Regions from separate parts of the Macaca mulatta genome. Here region 2 is linked to region 1. The links are chromatin contacts, called in public Hi-C maps. All regions are on one chromosome and are shown on one strand. The core of a region is the stretch at or near the end of the contact, and the rest is flanking DNA. Distances in the headings are between cores, read along the strand shown.

Region 1 (6,761 bases), core at 2,290-4,789:
CTGCCTGCCTCATCCCAAAGCCCAAATGCCTTATAGAGCACCTTTGCTACCAGCCACCAGCAGCCTCACTCCAGACTAGAGATGAGCATTCAGGGGCTTGAGCATTGGTTCCTGAACCAGTGATGGAGTGGCTTTTGCCTTGATCCCTCACAGGGAGAGGAGAGAAACCTCCTGGGTAGGGGTCTTTATCTACCCTGCTAGATGAACATCCATCTGAGTGAAATGGGGACATCCCACCTGGTCTTGTTCACAACCTTCCCTGGGGAGGTACCTGCTCTGTGCTCCTACTGCTGCCCTGGTTCCTGCCTTGTGGACTTCTTTAGCGCCACCTCCCAGTCACCTGGCATAAGCTCAGCTCCCCTAGTCCATGATCACACTGCCACCAGCGAGGACTCTCTAAAACACACAGCTGCCCCCACCACTTCCTCACCCAATGCTTCCCAGTGGCTGTCTGTGACCCTTGGGTTCAAGCCCATTCTTCTCCCCATAGAACCAGACCCTCCCTCTCCCTGCCTCCCTGGGCTCTGTTCCACTGCTTCCCTCCTCAAGCCCTGGGCTCTTGCCACGCTCAAGTTGCCAGGCCCTGACTTCCATCAACCCTCCACCCCTGTGCTCTGAAACCCTGCTCATTCTCCAAGGCCCAACTCCTTAAAGCCTTTCCTCCCACCTCCACCCTGAAGATTTTACAGTACAGTAGAATCCATGGTGATTGTCTCTGGGTGTTAGGACTCAAGGTGATTTCTCTTTTTGCTCATCTGCACTTACAGTGTTTTCAGTAATGAATATGGAATATTTCTGTACTAAACATAAAGGTGTGCTTATCCCTTCCATGCATTTTCTATTTCCTGCCTTCAAGTAGTTCTTTATTGTCCTCATTTTTACAGAGGAGGAAGCTGAGTCTCAGTGAAGGTCCATGACTTGCCCAACATAACTGAGCTTATAAGTGGAGAGCTGGGATTTGATCCAGGTCTGACTGTAAGAACTGAACTATTACATTCTAAATTATGGAGCTTCTAAGAATCCTCCTTGTTCCATGGACCAGAAATTTATTGATTTACTAGATTCTGAATTAAGGAAACAACCTTCTGTTATTAGTCAGGATAGGTAAGTGATGCTGCAGTAACAAATTAACCTTAAAATCTTAGTGCTTTACAAAACAAAGATTGGTTTCTTGTTCATACCACGAGTTCAACACTGATCCACAGGATTCTTCCATGCATCCCCAGCCCCTTGAGCTTAGAAGGTGATGAGGCTATCTGAATGCTGACGAGCCCTGGGTCCCGTGAGCTGCTGCTTGGGTCCAGGGGTGATGTCGTGACTTTCAGAGCCCATGCCAGGATTTCTGCCTAGATCACTGAAGCACTCTGTGTTTCTGTTGGGTTTTTGTTTGTTTGTTTTTCTCTAGTTGGTAACGTTGGTTGAGACACTGACTGGCTTTGGGAAAACTATGTAGATGCTGAAGTTTCCTTGGAAGGAACCATACCCATCTTTCATTTTCATAGGTGTTTATGACTAGTGCACATCTGGCATCGAATTTATATGCAGTTTATTGAGTGCAGCCTGGTTCATTCATTTGTTCACTAATTCATTTAATCATTCCCTCATCTAACAGATCTTTAATGGGCACCTCCTCTGGCTGATCTGGGATTTGGGAATCATGGAAATATGATCCCTGTGCTCAGAGAGTTTTGGCTGAGATGAATAGTCTGACTGTCAACTGAACAGAATCTAATGACCTCTAGTAGGCACCTCTTTCAGGCCCTGGGAGGTACAGCCATTGCCCAGGTAGACACCAAGCGGGGCCAAGCTTTCCCCTTGGTTTATTCAGCATCTTGTGGCTATATTATTTTCTCCAATGATATTCACTGTCACTTCTTCTGCTTTACTGCCAAGTACATCATTTTGCGTCTCATTTTTCCTCCCTTCAGCCCAAAGAAGCAAAAGTTGAACCCATAAACACACCTCCAACTCCATCCTCCCCCTTTGAGGACATGGAACTTTCCGGTGAACCTGTACCTGAGGGGACCCCGGAAACCACCAACATGAGCATCATCCAGCACAGCAGCCCCGAACAAGGCAAGTCCGGATGCACATGCCTACATAGTGGCCTTTTATTGGGTGATTACTATGTGTCCAGCCGGGGCCACATATGTAACATACAGAATCTCATTTAACCTTCCCCTCAACCCTTTAAGAAAGGGTGAGAACCACCCTCATTTTACAGGCAAGATGAGGAAATTGAGCCACAGAGAAGTTAAGTAACCCAGCCAGGAGCAAACGGCTTGTGGATGGCAGAGCTGGCATTTGATCTCAGATAGCAGAGCTTCTAACCCCCAGATCTGGAGCTTCTGACTCCCAGACTCTACCCCTTCTGGGGTTTAACAGAAAAGTTTGTAATAATCCTTGCTGTTTGTTGAATACCTACGGTGTGCCAAGTGTTTGGATATTTTGTCTCCAACACTGACAGCATACCGCCTACTCAATAGCACTAGCCACTATTTTATAGGTGGAAAAACCAACACTTGGAAAAGCTAAGTCCAGAGTCCCAACCCTTTCTGACTTTTGCCACAAACTCCCCAACTCTCAGAGGATCAGCTAAACTCCTGTGTGGCACAAGTGAGAAACTGATGGCCAGAGAGGGGCTGGTTACTCAGCAAGGCAGCAGCAGTCCCTAGGAGAAGAGCTGGTCCCCTGGCTGCCCATCCAGGGTTCTGGCCCCTGTCTCTTGTCCCCCTACCCATGCGGAGGAGCACTGGCAAAAGCCCAGGCATCGAACACTATCCCCAAGCACTAGCTTGGCATATGCCCAAGCCCTGAGATCGCTTGTGGTTACTGTCATTTCTCAGAGGGGCCGTCACTTCAGACTGAAGATGTAAGTACACGGTCATTCCTGGCAGCACTGTTCTCAGGAACAAAAACAACCCAAACTGCCCACAGTAGGGATTGGTCGAGCAAATTCTATTTCATTCATACATACAGCCCTGACATTGGTGATACAGATCTGATTTAATGACCCAGGGACATGCTCGTGGTATAGTCCACCAAAAAAGCAAATTCCAAAACTATGTGTCTATGACCCTAATTTTGAATATGTTATTTATATCTATTTACATATAGCTATGTAGAGTGATGTGTGTATGTATTAGATACATCACATATTAGACGTAATATTCATCAAAATGTTATAAGCAGTTATCTCTGAGTGGTAGGATTATGGATGGTTTTTACTTTATTGTACTTCTGTATTTTATTAATACAAGTCTTCTACAATAATATGTATCACTATTCTTTTTGGTTCGGTCATCAGTTAATGAGTGTTATTTTAACAACTAAATTTGGGGAGTCTGTGGGTCAGAGAAGGTATAGAGAACTGAAGAGAAAACATTGTAGGATAATTTAATAACGTCATGACAGAGCCAAGGAGGCTGGGTGTTGCTGTGGAAATACTGCCTGCTGGGGAGAGTCAGACAGCTTGGAAGGAGGCCCTGCCTAGCTCCCTATTTGCTGTCGGCCTGGGGCAAGTTGCTGATCAGTTTCCAAGCTTCAGATTCCTTAGCCATCCTCTGGGAGCGTGAACAATCCCCGCTACCGGGTGGATGAGAGGGCTGAATCTGGCCGCGGTTGTGGAAGTGGTTTCTGAATTGCGAATGCTTTTCTCAGGGGTGGAATTAGGATCTCTGAGCAAGGGGGTAAGGCGAAGGGGCTGGGGCGAGGACTTTCCTAGACTGAGGAGATGAGGTCCACGTGGGGACTGGGCTCTAATCCCAATGCAGCTCGCCTGTTCCCGGTATCAGCCACACTCAGTCGAAAGCAACGGAGCTAGCCAAATTGTCCTTTTCTTCTTGATGTGTAGACAGCCCGGACGGTGGGAGAAAGCCCTGGCTAAGCAAAGCCCCTAATATTTGCATTCGGAGCTTCCCTGACGCCATTTTGGCCCGTGGAAGGGGCCACCCCACCTCCTTCGTCCCAGGGGTCAGGCGGTGGAGACCAGGCAATCGGCTGCTTGCACGGCACCCCCTGGTGGTCAGAGCGGGGAGGACGAGCGTGCTCGACCACGCTTCCATCACAGGATGGGACAGGAGTGGGTAGCAGGGCAGAGTCCTTTGGAGGATTTCACACCTCCCCCAGAGTTATTGTGACCATGGGACCTGCGTGAGCACAGCGTGTGTGGGAAGGGCCTGGCCCGGGGACAGGCTGACCTGGCTTCAGGGCCCTTCCCAGCCTCAGTCTCATTCCCAGGGTTAATAATACTGAGGTGTTAATGTGTGGGTCTGGCAGGACACACCTGTTACAGGGTGATAGTGGGATTTCCACTAACACCTGTTACAGGGTGATAGTGGGATCTGCCCACCTGCAGGAAGGTGGTGGGAGGGGTCCCGGTGGGCAGGACAGGTGGGCCAGCAGGAGGGTTGCATGGGACAATCTTGGCATTGGCCCAGCCATAATAGGCATGCAGTTATGGTAGCGCATTTTTTTTTTTTTTTTGAGACAGGGTCTTGCTCTGTCACCCAGACTGGAGTGCAGTGGCACAATCATGGCTCACTGCAGCCTTAACCTCCCAGACATGAGCTCCCTCCTCAGGCTCCTGAGCAGCTGGGTCTACAGCCACATGCCACAATGCCTGGCTAATTTTTTTTTTTAATTTTAGTAGAGATGGGGTCTTGCTATGTTGCCAAGGCTGGTCTTGAACTCCTGAGCTCAAATGATCCTCCTGCCTCAGCCTCCCAAAATACTGGGATTACAGGCATGAGCCACCATGCCTGGCCAATGAATAATTTTCTTTGTTTCAAAACTCCGTTTGCTTCTTCTTCTTCTTCTTCTTTTTTTTTTTTTTTTTTTTGAGATGGAATCTCACTCTGTTACCCAGGCTGGAGTGCAGTGGTGCAATCTCAGGTCTACAACCTCTGCCCACTGCAACCTCTGCCTCCTGGGTTCAAGTGATTCTCCTGCCTCGGCCTCCCAAGTAGCTGGGATTACAGGCATGTGCTATCACACCTGGCTAATTTTTGTATTTTCAGTAGAGATGGGATTTCTCCGTGTTGCTCAGGCTGGTCTCGAACTCCTGACCTCAAGTGATCTGCCCACCTCGGCCTCTGATTCCAGGCTGCTTTTTAAATTGCAAAGGAAATATATGCATGTGGGAACGATTAAATTAATGCTCGGTTGTATAAACCGGAAAAATAATAGTTTCCTCTTCTTAAACTCCTATCTTCTGGAAAATATCAGTACTAAACACTGTGGTTTAGCCAAGTATATAAATATATAAGCACATACATATACATATATATGTATATATTATATACGTCATATAGTAATCATTACATAACATGAATATTATATATATAATAATGATAAGACATCTATACTCATTCTATTTTACACACATAAAATCATATCAACAATGAACATTTGTCAATTGCTTACTATATGCCAGGGGCTGTCCTCAATGCTTTATTTGCATTAGCTTACTTAGTTCTTGTGACACATAGTACTCAAAGCAACCCTATGAGGTAGGAATTATTGTAATTCCCCATTTCTAGATAAGGAACATGAGGCAGAGGTTGAGCGACTTGCCTGCAGGTGGTGCCAGAGCTTGGAATGAAAACCACACATGCCTTGCCATGTATGTTGTTCTGCAACTTGTTTTTTTTTTTTTTTCTGCCACTTGACTCTGTGTCATGGTATCTGAACATCTTTCCAAGTTAGTTGGTGAAGAGATACCTCGTTCTTTTCCAAAACTGCAAAATGTAGTTATTGATAGCAGAATGCCTGCTTCCTGTAGGGTCTGGTGAGATCCTGAATGACACACTGGAGGGGATTCATTCTGTGGATGGTGACCCCATTACTGACAGCGGCTCAGGGTCTGGGGCCTTCCTTGACATAGCTGAAGAAAAGGTGAGTAGATGGTAAATTTCATTTGATTAGTCAGTAATAGACTTGTTTGCTTATTTCAAACTTGATGATGATTTTATTGGGCACCAGAGAGAACCACAGGATTTTGGTTGAACAGCATCAAGATTGCTTCTGTCCTCATGGTACAGAGGAGATCAGAGTCCCAGGGCCACAGAGGCTCTCCAGGGATGCACAGAACTGGTGGGGGATATGCGGTGCAAGCTTGTCCTCACACTTGACTGTGACGAGTGTCCAGGCCTCACCAGTGCACTCCCGCCCTCCTGCTCATTTGTGAAGACACATAGCTTTATCAACCCTCTGAGTCCCCTTCAAGACAGAATCAGATTAACTGCAGGTGCATTCATGCTATTGTTTGGTAATTGGCTTTTACACCTGCGAAGCCAGTTTTGAAATGCTGAGCTCCCTAGGGTGCAAAATTAAAGCATAAATAGTTTTCTCACAATGGCTCCTGCTGAAAACCCACAATGCCAGCTCATTCCTTCCCTTCTCCTGGGATGAAAACTTCAGACAGTTCTCACAGCTCTCTCAGTCACTATCTGGTAACAGTCAATTTTCACAGATATTTAAAAGTCAAGCCCAGCATAATATCAAAAATTCAACAAAATTACAAGCACAGTTTCCCCTCTTCTACACTCAGGCCTGCTGTAGACTAGGAACCTGCCAGGAAAGGGAAGCATGGTTAGGGGTTTCCTCTCTATTTTCTTTCTTCTTTCTCCTCCTTATCCTCATGACCTCCCCATCCTCTAGAGCTATTTTTAACATCTGCAGGGGCTGGCCCACCTGGAGAAATGGGCACAGTCATATTTGGCTGGTGAAATTGTGATCTGGGCTTTTGGTGTGGAAGATGC
Region 2 (6,761 bases), core at 2,266-4,765, 130 kb before region 1:
CCTTTCTTTGCCTGGCTTATTTAACTTAACATAATGACCTCCATGTTGCTGCAAATGACAGGATTTCCTTCTTTCTTATTGCTGAATAGTATTCCATTGTATATATAAACCACATTTTCTTTATGCATTCATCTAGTGATGAATACTTAGGTTGATTCCATATTTTGGCTATTGTAAATAGTGCTACAATAAATGTGGGAGTGCAGGTATTTCTTCGATATTCTGATTTCCTTTTTTTTTTTTTTTTTTGATATGTACCCAGCAGTGGGATTGCTGGATCATGTAGTAGTTCCATTTTTAGACTTTTGAGGCACCTCCGTGATGTTTTCCATAATGGTTGTACTACTTTGCATTCCCACCAACAGTGTATAAGCATTCCTCTTTCTCTGCATCCTTGCCAGCGTTTGTTAATTTCTTTGTCATTTTGATAATAGCCATACTAACTGGGGTGAGATGATAGCTCATCGTGGTTTTGATTTGCATTTCCCTGATAATTAGTGATGTTGAGCATTGCAGGAGACAATTTTGCTAAGCTTCCTGCCACTATCCAGCAAAGATCCCCTTCCTCCAGTTTCCAATAGCATGTTCCTCACTTCCTTCCTCTTATTGCCACATCCTGAACATCAGTCTTTTGCCCAGGTTGGAGTGCAGTGGTGCAATTTAACTCACTGCAGCCTCAAATTCTGGGCTCAAGTGATCCTCCTGCCTCAGCTTCCCAAGTACATGGGAGTACAGGCACGCACCACCAGGCCCGGCTAATTTTTAAAAATTATTTTTTGTGGAGACAGAGTCTCACTTCGTTGCCCAGGCTGGTCTTGAACTCCTGTCTTCCAGCAATCCTCCTGCCTCGGCCTCCCAAAGCAACCATCCACATTTCCACAAGGAGATGCAGGCTTTATTATGCTCCTCAAAATCCCTCCAGCCTTCTTCATTTTAGGTATTTGTTACAGCAATGTCTCACTTCCAGGCACTGAAATCTGTATTAGTTTTCTATTGCTATGCAGCAGCTGAAAATACCCATTTATTATCTCACAGTTCCCGTAGGTCAGAAATCGGGGCTTGCTTGGCTCAACTTGGGGTCTCAGCTTTGGATCTTGCAGTCTGAAATCAGGGTGTCGGCTGGGACTGCTGTCTCATCTGAGCCTTGGTGTCTTCCTCCAAGCTCACTGTTTTTTGGCAAAATTCATTCCCTGTGGTTGTAGGACTGAGAACCTCAGCTCCTAGAGTCCACCTGTTGAGAGTGTCTGCTGCTGGCTTTGAAGAAGTGAGCTGCCATGTTGTCACAGGGCCACGTGGCTTCGACCTGAGTGTGGCCGCTAGGAGCTCAGAGTGGCCGAGTTCATGCTGAATTCCTGGAAACGGAGACTCATTGGTGGGATTATTACGTAAATAGCAATGTAGACAATGCAGGTGCATTGGAAACTTGGGCTCAGGAACAACCATCGCTGTCATCAGATACTCACCATTCAAGAAGATTCTGTTTTGAAAACTTCCAAAAACTCCCAAGAAATGGAATCTTTGTCATGTGACAGGATGTCTGTTGGAAAGGATTTGTTTTATTTCTAGGGGCCAGTTCTGGATTTCTTTATAGGTTGAATATCTGTTCAACTTAAATTTCCGTCACTAACCTACTTCCCTTTTCTCGTCCTATTAAGACAGTGCTTTTCACACTTTCATGTGCATGGTGGGAATCCCCCGGCATCTTGTTAAAAGGCAGATTCAGGCCAGGTGTGGTGGCTCACGTCTGTAATCCCAGCAGTTTGGGAGACCAAGGTGGATGGATCACTTGAGGTCAGGAGTTCGAGACCAGCCTCACCAACACAGTGAAACCCAGTCTCTACTAAAAATACAAAATTAGCCAGGTGTGGTGGCACATGCCTGTAATTTCAAGCTACGCAGGAGGCTGAGGCAGGACAATCACTTGAACCCAGGAGGCAGAGGTTGCAGTGAGCCTAGTTCGAGCCATTGTACGCCAGCCTGGGAGAGAGACTCCATCTCAAAATTAAAAACAAAAACTCAGGTTCAGTAGGTCTAGGATGGGGTCTGAGATTCCGCATGTCCCCTAAGCTCTTATGTGATGCAATTGCTGCTGGTCTGTGGACCATATTTTGGGTAGCAAGATATTAACGTGAGAATGAGACAGCGAGGAGCAAGCACCCGGTTGGCCAGGCAGTCGTGTTTTCCTTGCACACACACACTAGATGGTGTTGTCGGCTCAGGAAACATGACAGTGCTTTCCTGGCGACCAAGTCTTTTGGTCTAAAAATCCTCCAAGTCAGAGATCCCGGGATGGCAGGCTCGGAAGGCTCCCAGAGACCATGTAGTGCCAGATGTAGCTGATGGGGAACTGAAGCCAGGGAGGGGAGGGGTTTGCCGGATACCATGCAGCAAGTCAGGGACCGATTCCCATCACTCTGCCTGGTAGTCAGTGTTCTAAATGTGTTCGAAGTGGGTGTGTCACTTTTCTTAAAGTGTTACAGTGGTACTCTCTCCCTCTTTTTAAAAATTGTATCTTCAACAATTGGCTTTGCTGTATTACATTATATTACATCTTAAAGTCAAATTCATTTCCTATCTTGACAAAAAGTTCTAGAGACTTTGCCGCACAGCTTGGTGTATCATAGCCACGATATTTATTTAATTAGTGAAGTTGGAAATACTGGCCTCTTACAGTCTCCTAATGTTTGTGAGGTTTAATACACTGCACACCAAATTTCTCACACCTATACACAACTTTCAAGGTTTTTTTTTTTTAAACAAATACTTTGTTTGATCTTATGAAGTCAGTTAGCTGAAGGTTGCTACCTTCTGTTTGCAGCTGCTGGTAATAATAATAATAATAATAATAATAATAATACGATGTGTTTGGCACTTTTCTAAGCATTTCATATAAATGAGCTATTTTAATTCTCAAAATTAAAAAACTTCCACCTCCCACCCACTACCCCTGCTTTAAAAGGTAAGGACACTGAGACTCAGAGAGGCTAAGGAACTGGTCTAAGGTTCCACAGATAATAAGTGGCAGGGCTGGGATTTGCACTTAGTCTTGCTCCAGAGCTCAAACAGCTCTGTCTTCCTCTCTCTGGGAGGGGAGGAGAGGGCCTGCCCAAGTCAGGCAGCTCGTATTCCCTGATCACTCTTAATCCATTTACACAACACTGCCAGTTACAACCTGACAGTTAATGAGAGTCTGTCCCGCTTGGAGAGTGCAGGAGTTTATAGCTGATTTATATCTCTGGGCAAGCACATTTCTTTCAAAAGTGTCAAGTCAGGGAGAAGAGCTAGGGACAGGGCTCCAAGTTCAGAGTTGCGTGTGGACCAAACATGCTCCTCCACATGCAGCTGTCCAGGTGGAATTTCATCCTTGCGATGTCACACTCTGCCCTCTTTCTCTTTTAAACGGGAGGGAGGTGGGAGGTATTTCTTCAGTTTCCCTCTTTGACGCTCCTGCTGCTCAGTCAGAGGTCCACAGGCAGTGGCCAAATCGACTGTGATTGCTCCATCCAGCCCTTATCCATCTCCAGTGTGCTTAATACCCAGGGGATAGAGAGTTCTGTCTCAATCGCCATTTCATGATTCCTCTGTGAATCATCTCGAATCCTTTCTTTTATGAGGTAAGGGTCAGTGGAACAGATTGCTCATGAGACTCTTAAGACAGTTATTTCAGCATCCTATAAAGAAATTGCCAGAATGGGTGTGTCTATTGGGTGGCTCGAGTTATTAACTCAAGCATGATTGCAAAGCACCACTGGATTCTAATTGCCAATGGTTATTTTTCATTTATTTATTTGTTTATTTTTGAGATGGAGTCTCACTCTTTTGCCCAGGCTGGAGTGCAGTGGCACTATTTCGGCTCATTGCAACTTCCATCTCCTGAGTTCAAGCAATTCTCCTGCCTTAGCCTCCCAGCTAGCTGGGATTATAAGCACCCACCACCAAGCCCAGCTAATTTTTGCATTTTTAGTACAGACATGGTTTCAACACGTTGGCCAGGCTGGTCTTGAACTCCTGACCTCAGGTGATCTGCCTGCCTCAGCCTCCCAAAGTGCTGGGATTACAGGCATGAGCCAGCACGCCTGGCCACCAATGGTTATTTTAACAAGCAAATTACCGGGTTATAGACCTAGAAGGGACTTTAGAAGTCACGTGCTCAACTCTTTCCGAATGCAGAAATCCCTCCTCCACGTTTCCAATACACGGTCAGCCAACCCTAGCTTGTCCACTGCCACTTACTCGACAGCCACCTCGTTCTGTTCTTGGGTGGCTTCCTGACGAAGCGGGAATCACTTTCCCTGCAACTTCCCTTATTGCTCTGGGATCCCTCTGAAGCCACCCAGTGTGTTTGCTCTCTCTGCTCCAGGACACCCTCAGAAGGTCAAGGAGAGCGAGGATATGGCCTTGCATCTACTCTGCTCCAGGCTAAGCAGCCCTAGTTTCTTTATTGTGGGGTGTGGTTTTCACTGGGATTCTGGGAGTGAGTGAAGACAGAGGTTTGGACGATATCTGCTGCATGTAACCAAAAATCAAGACTCTCTTCTGTATCCTTGCAGAGAGGTCCAGGCCAGCTCAGGCTGACCCCAGATGCTGTGAGGGTAGTAAAACATTGGCAAGCTGTGGGGTGAGGAGTGGCTGCGTGCATGTGTGTGTGTGTGTGTGTGTGTCTGTGTGTGTGTGAGAGAGAGAGAGAGAGAGAAACAAAAATGGTGTGAGACCCCAAACCTTCATTTTCCATAATAGGAAGTCAAGAATAATCATCTAAAATTGAAAAGTGGCCGGGCGAGTTGGCTCACAGCTGTAATCCCAGCACTTTGGGATTCTGAGGCGGGTGAATTACCTGAGGTCAGGAGTTCGAGACCAGCCCGGTCAACATGGCGATACCCTGTCTCTACTAAAAATACAAAAATCAGCCAGGCGTGGTGGTAGATGCCTGTAATCCCAGCTACTTGGGAGGCTGAGGCAGGAGAATTGCTTGAACCCAGGAGGCGGAGGTTGCAGTGAGCCAAGATTGCACCACTGCACTCCAGCCTGGGTGACAGAGCGAGACTCTGTCTCAAAACAAACAAACAAAACTACGAAGGCAAACACAGGAAGAAATAGCTGGAGGAGTTGAGAATAGAGTCTCTCTTGGGAGCCAGATCTGGGGGTGGGCAGAGGTGGGATGGGGAACTGCTGCTGCTGATTTTATTATAAACCTTGAGAATGATTAGGCTTCTTTTTTTTTTTTTTTTTTTTTTTTGAGACGGAGTCTGTCTCTGTCGCCCAGGCTGGAGTGCAGTGGCCAGATCTCAGCTCACTGCAAGCTCCGCCTCCCAGGTTCACGCCATTCTCCTGCCTCAGCCTCCCAAGTAGCTGGGACCACAGGCGCCCACCACCTCGCCTGGCTAGTTTTTTTTTTGTAGTTTTAGTAGAGACGGGGTTTCACTGTGTTCGCCAGGATGGTCTCGATTTCCTGACCTCTTGATCCACCCGTCTCGGCCTCCCAAAGTGCTGGGATTACAGGCTTGAGCCACCGCGCCCAGCCAAGCTTCTTAAGCTAAATACTTGTATTCCTTTGATAAAAATTATATTTAAAAATTTCCCCAAATGGAGTCTGAGTGTAAACTCTTATTAGTAGGGAAACAATTAGGGACCTCAGTTTGCCTTTGTTTGGCGTGATCGATTGAAAACAGGCCAGGATTTGCAGTAGGAGAAACCTGGGTATAAATTCTGCTTGGTCACATGGACTTTGAGCAGTTACTTACCCACTCTGAGCCACGATTTCCTCTTCTGTATTATAGGGGCAGTGCTAGTACCTCTGCGGGGGTGGTGAGGATTGAAGGAGATGAAGGGGGCCAAGCTGGGAGCCTGGGGCACCAGCCAGAATTGGAGCTCAGGGACCACTTCCTGAGGGAGAGCAGATGCTGACCAGACAAAGATCCTGGGTTGCTCAATCCCAGAAGTGTCCTGGGAACCAGATCAGCCTCAGCCAGCAGAGGGTCTGGGAACTGTTGCTCTTCACAGAAGCCCTGAGTTCTGTGCTGTTTGCTGCCTGTGGTAGAACAAAGAAGTCCTTGGACGTTCCCAATTCTCCTTCATTCTCCATCTGCAGGAATATCAACTTTTCAACACTTCTCTCACAATTAGTCCATCTCCCTGGGAGAACTCTGAATCCAAGAGCTGCAGGGATGTTTAGGGTTCATTTTAGCCCAATCTTTTCACTGTGGAGTTGAGGGCACGGCTCCCTCAGAGGGGACAGGCGGAGGCCCCAGAGGCTAGTTCATACTTTGTGCCTGGAGAAGGGAGGATGAACCTCGGCCACTCTGCAGAACCCTGCGGGCAGTAGGATCTGAAAGACTCAGAGAGCTTGTCCTGATGTGGACTGGGCTCTGTGCACAACCTTTGCAACCAGAAGCTGAAGGGAAATCAAACTGCCTTTTCTGGGTAAGATTCTGGACAATTCTGGGAACTTGTCTGCAGAACAAATTGATTTATGGGGACCCAGCTGTGAGGAACTGTACAAAACAGGGCTCAGAGGAGACACACTCCAGATGTGGCTTCATTAAAAGCAGGAATAGAACAATAGGGCTGAAAGGCTTCTCAGGTCCATTGGACCGTGGATACTTGGAGTCTCGGGAGAAAGTGTGGCAAGGGCCTATGGCATCAAGTGGCTGACTTTGAGCTGGATAACAGCTTAGAATTCATTCCGTCCAACCTCCAGACACTACGGATGGGGAAGCCAGAGGCCTAGAGAGCAAAGGGGCTGATTCAGTATCACACAGCCA

What was found. Hi-C and Micro-C count contacts between places; a contact is called where the count stands out from the background.
Region 2: a Hi-C map of fibroblasts shows a contact between it and region 1, with 3 times the contacts expected there. The contact joins two enhancer-like sites. A contact is called at or near these places in 4 of 14 Hi-C or Micro-C datasets (blood, cortical neurons, fibroblasts and 1 more).

What each region holds. Positions count from the first base shown.
Region 1 is chr15:59,408,024-59,414,784 of T2T-MMU8v2.0, reverse strand. COL15A1 (collagen type XV alpha 1 chain) reads left to right here. Exons shown (of 43, transcript XM_077965657.1): 7 at 1,929-2,076; 8 at 5,783-5,895. Among named protein-coding and RNA genes, the nearest start is that of COL15A1, 53 kb to the left of the region's middle. Within about 2 kb of position 3,539, at least 5 of the 40 cell types and tissues checked have an H3K27ac peak or open chromatin away from gene starts, as enhancers often do.
Region 2 is chr15:59,542,500-59,549,260 of T2T-MMU8v2.0, reverse strand. No RefSeq gene overlaps it. Among named protein-coding and RNA genes, the nearest start is that of GALNT12, 55 kb to the left of the region's middle. Within about 2 kb of position 3,515, at least 3 of the 40 cell types and tissues checked have an H3K27ac peak or open chromatin away from gene starts, as enhancers often do.